Linked DNA regions of Sus scrofa: region 1 is linked to region 2. A link is a contact called in public HiChIP or PLAC-seq data. All regions are on one chromosome and are shown on one strand. Each heading gives the region's core, a stretch centred on a gene start, on an enhancer-like site or on the middle of the called end of the contact. The rest is flanking DNA. Distances are from core to core; before and after follow the strand shown. Region 1 overlaps PMM2 (phosphomannomutase 2). Region 2 has its middle 35 kb from the start of C3H16orf72.

Region 1 (2,975 bases), core at 252-2,751, 260 kb before region 2:
CTGGTACCTGCCCACTAGTGGGTGGAACTGAGTCTGGTCCTTGTGCTGGGTAGGGCTTTGTCTCTGGGTGTGATTAGAGGTGGCTGGGTGCCTGGGAGGACTTTAGGCAGCCCGTTTGTTGGTGGATGGGGCTGTGTTCCCACCCTGTCGTTTGGCTTGGGGTTTCTCAGCCCTGATGGGTGGGGCCATATTTTTCCAAAAAATATGGCAGCTTCCAGGGGAGCTCACCCCAATGATTACTCCCTGGGACCCCCACCTCCAGTGTCCTGCCACAGTCGCCCCCTCTTTTCCCAGGAGACCCATCAAGGCTCGCAAGTAGGTCTGACCCAGATTCTTATGGAGTCCCTGCTCTGCCCTGGGACCCAGTGCACACAGAACCCCATGTTCGCCCTCCAGGAGTAGGGTCTCTGTTTGTCCCAGTCCTCTGGAGCTCCTGCGCCCAAGCCCTGCTGGTCTTCAGTGTCACATGTTCCGGGGCTCCTCCCAATACCAAACCCCCAGGCTGGGTCACCTGATGTGGGGTTCAGAACTGTCACTCCTGAAGGAGAGTCTCTGGAATATGATTACTTTCCAGTCTGCGGGCTGCCCACCCAGCGGGTATGGGGTTGCTTCTGTTGTGTAATTCCCCCCCCCCACTTGTTCTGGCTTCCTCTTTGTCTTTAGGTGTGGGATATCTTTTTTGGTAGCTTCCAATCTATTTTGTTTTTTCTTTGTCTTTTTTTGTTGTTGCTGTTGTTGTTTGTCTTTATAGGGCCGCACCTGCAGCGTATGAAGTTCCCAGGCTAGGGGTCAAAGCAGAGCTGCAGCTGCCAGCCTACACCACAGCCACATGGGATCCGAGCCACATCTGCGACCTACACCACAGCTCATGGCAACATCAGATCCTTAACCCACTGAGCGAGGCCAGGGGTCAAACCCGCATCCTCATGGATACTAGTCAGGTTCATTACCCCTGAGCCCCAACAGGAATTCCCTGTCTATTTTGTTGATGATTGCTCAGAGGCAGTTGTCATTTTGGTGTTTTCATGAGAGGAGGTGAGCTCGAGTCCCTCCAACCCACCATCTTGAGGCTTAAATCTATTTAGAAACATCACAGTAATTTTGCTGTGTGGTTATTTTGCTCCAGATCTCTCTCCTGAAGTAGGGGGTAGTTTAGATGCTCCTCTGTGGTCACAAGGAGCCAGCTCTAATTTCTTGTCAAAAGACATGTGCTGCCACTTGGAGCTGAAAAGGTGCCTCTAACAGCCCATGCATAGTGCAGGCACATCATACCAGCTGCCTCATCCGTGGGCACAGGGGTCAAGATAGAGTAAATTGTGCCCTTAGGCTTCGGTTTGAGGGCGGAAGTGTTTCATTCGCCGTTACTATTGCATTTTTAATATTTTGCAATCACAAGAGTCTCCCCCACTTCCTCCCCTTTTGACGTCAGGTCTGAGTTAAGCACCCGGGGGGGACTCTGGGACTCATCTTCCCAGTTGTTGACTCAGAGGCCACTGCATTGTGTCTCTAGGTCAGGATTGCACCCGAAGTTGTGGGAGAGACGGACTGCACTCTCCTCTGAACCCTCCTGTACAGTGTCTCTTCTTACTCATGTCTGTGGTAGTTTTCCATACATATTTTTTAAAGAAGAGGAGAGAGTTGAACTCTAGATGTTTTTATACTGAGGTTGAAGGGGTTTTTTGTTTTTAACTTCTGGTAACTTTATTTGTGAGTCTTTTTCCATGTTAAGTGTACAACTAAGACTGCTAGGAGTTCCCATCATGGTGCAGTGGAATCGAATCCGACAAGGAACCATGAGGTTGTGGGTTCGATCCCTGGCCTTGCTTAGTGGGCTAAGGATCTGGTGTTGCCGCGAGCTACGGTGCAGGTTGCAGATATGGCTTGAATCTGACGTTGCTGTGGCTGCGACGTAGGCCAGCAGCTGGAGCTCCAATTAGACCCCTAGCCTGGGAACCTCCATATGCCACGGGTACGGCTCTAGAAAGCAAAAAAAAAAAAAAGTGGAGCTCTTGCTGGGGTTCAGCGGGATTGGTGGCATCTTGAGAGCTGCTGTGACGTGGAGTTCAGTCCCCAGCTCAGCACAGTGAGTTAGGGATCCAGCATTGCCGAAGCTGTGGCTTAGGTCATGATGGTGGCTTTGATCAGATCTCGGGCCTGGGAGCTCCGTATGCCCTGAAGGAGCCAAAAAAAATGTCCCCCCCAAAAAAGAGAGATTGCTAAAAATAAATAAAACCTTTAAAAATTCATTGTGATTGTCCTAATACAGGGATATCCCTTTTCATCTAAGTTTAAAATTTCTTTTGAACTAGCACACAGTTTGGAATTTAGCAGGAAATTGTACCACTGAGACCACTGTTTATAGATCTTATCTTTCAGGAGAGACTCAGAAATCTAGTGATCTTACTCTGATGCGTTTCATTTATATAATTATAATCAACTCTGAACTTCCTCTTTAATCTCATTTTGTTGTTTTAAAATCAACAACTGGGAGTTCCCGTTGTGGCTCAGTGGTTAGTGAATCTGACTAGGAACCATGAGGTTACGAGCTCGATCCCTGGGCTCGCTCAGTGGGTTAAGGATCCAGCATTGCCGTGAGCTGTGGTGTAGGTTGCAGACGTGGCTCAGATCTGGCGTGGCCGATGGCTACAGCTCTGATTGGACTCCTCGCCTGGGAACCCTCATATGCCGCAGGTGCGGTCCTGGAAAAGACAAAAATAAGTAAGTAAGTAAATAAACAAATAAATCAACTAAATAAATAGAGTACAGTGTAGCGTTCAGCAGGAATAGGCTAGGTCTATATGCATTATGGAAAATCAGCACAACGTAGTGCTGAGAAAACAGACTATTGCACAAGGTGTAGAGTGACTTATGTTTCAAAAACTAGGGCCTGTTTGTATAAATGCACAGAAAAAGAGCTGGAGAAATGTATTACCTGTGTGGAGATTTTTTTCTTTCTTTTTTTTTTTTTTTTTTTT
Region 2 (3,007 bases), core at 335-2,834:
CAGGTCCGCCAGCTGCACTTTCCGGATGAGGAAGAGTGAGACTTGGGTGGCCGCTGCCCGGCGCGTGTGCGGGGCGCCTGGAACCTCGTGGCCAGTCACCCACTCACCCACCCAGGCCTCGGTTTCCCGCTGGTGAGGGGCTTGTTGGTGAGGGCGGGATGAGGCGGTGCCGCACGGGAAGGGGCCCTGGCTTCCAGTGAGCACCAAGCGCCTCATCCCGGCTGCTGCGAGGCCGCAGGGCCGCCGAGGCCCCCAGGCCAGAGGGGGCGCTCTGGGGAGGAGGGGTCGGCGAGGGACCACCACGGAGGGAAGGGGTGGGCTGTGCCCAGCGGCGCCGCCTGGGACCCGACGTGCGGGAGACGGAGCTGCGCAGTGAACCCCGCTTTAAACCCGCTCGCTAGGCCCCGCGCAGCGGGCGCGCCTCCAGCTCAGGAAGCCCGAGCGCCGACAGGGTAGGCGGCCAGCGCGTCCCCGCTGGGGCTTGTTTCCTCCTCACAGGGGCTTACGCCGCCGGGGGTGGGGGCCTCAAGGCTCAGGGGGGTCGTTTCCAGGCTCTGGGCCGCGAGCCGGCTCTGTCCCAGGCTAGGGAGGACCAGGGCCCGAGGCCGCAGTGCTGTCACCCGCGCTGGCGTTCTCCGAAGGTGGCGGCCTGGGCGTCCCCTTCCTGGGCATGACCTAGCAGGTCGTACCGGGCGGGGTGTGGGGGTGGTCACCGCACTGGACCCTTCCCCAGAGGCCCATCCTTATGAGCTTTTGCTCCAGGTCTTAGGGGTGCTGGATTTTGATTTCCTCCCTTTGACCCATTGGTGGCGAAGGCCGCCCCTTTATTCTTCCTGGTTTGTGTTCACTCAGCTCAGCGGCCCTTCCCCACCATCCTCTCAAGCCCTTGTTCTCATCCGGTGGTCATTTCATTTACTGGTTTACTTTTGAGCTGCGTCTGCCTTTCCTGGACTGTGTCGTGGGCCCTTTACCTGTCACTGTGCCTGCCACCGAGCAGACATCCGGGAGGAAATACTTGTTGATAGGATGAGGGGATCCCCATTTGACAGATAAGACAGAGGCACCAGAAGCTTCAGGTGGTGCCTCAGCCAGGATCTGAACCCACATCTGTCTGCTTCCGCCCTGTGTAGAAGGCGCCTGAGCATTCCACGTCCAGGTGGATCAAATTCACTAGGATTGGGACCATGGGCAGATTACCTTAACTGGAGCCTCAGTGTCCTCTTGCAGAGTGGGGATGGCCTGGGTTAACTACCGCCCAGGAATATGAGCGTGTAGATTACCTGACGCTTTCATTTTGGGGGCCTGGATGGGGACTGAAAGATCCCTGTGTGATCTGGTCAACTTGGATGAACTTGGATTGAGTTTGAGAACGTCTCTCAGTTGCATACTATTAGTGACGCAAGCAGATACTGGTGTTCCTTCACCCAAGAGCCATGCACCTGGCAAAGGCCTGACCCTCCCAAAGGCCTGACCCCTGTAGGGACCCAGCATTGGCCTTGAGCCTGTCCCTTAGGCTGGGAGTCCCACATTCTCCGGTGGCGACTCACTTCCTGTTTCGGCCTGGAATTTGGATGACAGAGAAACAGCACTGTGTCAGCTCCATGGAAAAGGCTGGGTCTGCCCACCAGAGCCTTAAAGGGACAGCCCTTCTAGGGCAGGGCTTGTCCTGGGGATTCCTGGTGGTGAGTGGGGTGCTGATGCATGGGGCCAGAGATCGGGAGTCAGGATTTGAGAGCCCGGGGGCGGTGGGGGGGGGGTGTCTGCTGCCAGATCCCATGGGCCTCTTTTCCTCTAAAGACTCTCTTCCACCCTCTTCCACCTCCCAGTGCCCAATCCAGTTGTTGGGCCATTGTGGAAGGACCTGCTCTGCCAGGACTTCACTCCTTAATCCTGTTGAGCTCGGTGCTTGGTCTGGGCCTCTGCTATTAAACTGGGTAACGGTACCCTACGCTGACTGTGAAAATTCCATGAAGTCCTGTTCGTCCAAGGTGGTACACTCAGATGCTGATGGGGTCAGATCCATGAGTGAAGCTGTCATGCCTGTGACGAAGGTGAATTGCAGGGTGCACAGCTGCTTAAGGAAGCTTTAGTTCAACACATGCTGGTGGCCCAATTAAGCACCTTCTGTAGGTCAGGGCTCCTGGGACGATGGGTGGATGCCTTTCCAAGCTCCTTTAAGAACGGCTATTCAGCTTTCTGGGGCTCATCTTGCCCACCTTTAAAATGGGTCCTCAGTTCCCGTCATGGCTCAGTGGAAACAAATCTGACCGGCATCACAAGGACGAAGGTTCGATCCCTTGCCTCGCTCAGTGGGTCATGGATCCGGCATTGCCATGAGCTGTGGTGCAGGTGGCAGACGCGGCTCAGATCTGATGTTGCTGTGGCTGTGGTGTAGACCAGCAGCTACAGCTCCGATTTAACACCCTAGCCTGGGCACCTCCATATGCCGTGGGTGCGGCCCTAAAAAGCAATAAATAAATAAGTAAATAAAATGGGCCCTCTCACCAGTCCTGGATTTGGGGTCTGGCTTGAGACACTCGGGACTCTGTGACCTGTGATGTGCAGTTACTTATTCTCAGGGTTTGGCTCCTGCTCTCTGACCCCCCAACTCCCTCCCATTCCCAGACTGTACCACCCCGGTTCTGGTGGTGCCTTAGGGCTGCCCTCCAGGGCTTTGTCTCAGAAGCCCTTCCTAGGCCCCAGCTATGGCTGTCATCCTTCTGTTAGCTTTCGGCAGGAGACATGGCTGTGGGCAGAGCAGGCTTGGGCTTCTCTGAGTGCAGCAGGGTGGGCCAAAACAAACAGGAAGTCCACCAGTCCTGCAGGAATTTGTGTTATGGCCACAGGGAGATGAAGGGCTAGTCATACTGATAACCCCATTTCTCTTGGGTGTTTTACATGCATATCCCATGGCAAGGTTGCTGCAACCCCTAAGGCATGTGTCTGTGTCTGTGTTGCCATGGGAGAAGCTGCTGCTCAGAAAGGTTGAGTGACTTGTCTGAGGATA

The links. HiChIP or PLAC-seq counts read pairs in DNA pulled down with a chosen protein or histone mark.
Region 1: an H3K27ac HiChIP or PLAC-seq map of alveolar macrophages shows a contact between it and region 2. The contact joins two enhancer-like sites. A contact is called at or near these places in 1 of 47 Hi-C or Micro-C datasets (embryonic fibroblasts) and 2 of 2 datasets of contacts at active chromatin or transcription factors (alveolar macrophages and skeletal muscle).

Annotation. Positions count from the first base shown.
Region 1 is chr3:33,878,112-33,881,086 of Sscrofa11.1, reverse strand. All of the region lies in intron 1 of PMM2 (phosphomannomutase 2), which reads left to right. Among named protein-coding and RNA genes, the nearest start is that of PMM2, 13 kb to the left of the region's middle. Within about 2 kb of position 1,501, at least 7 of the 83 cell types and tissues checked have an H3K27ac peak or open chromatin away from gene starts, as enhancers often do. A contact at or near this core is called in alveolar macrophages, where this site is marked.
Region 2 is chr3:33,618,623-33,621,629 of Sscrofa11.1, reverse strand. No RefSeq gene overlaps it. Among named protein-coding and RNA genes, the nearest start is that of C3H16orf72, 35 kb to the left of the region's middle. Within about 2 kb of position 1,584, at least 21 of the 83 cell types and tissues checked have an H3K27ac peak or open chromatin away from gene starts, as enhancers often do. A contact at or near this core is called in alveolar macrophages, where this site is marked.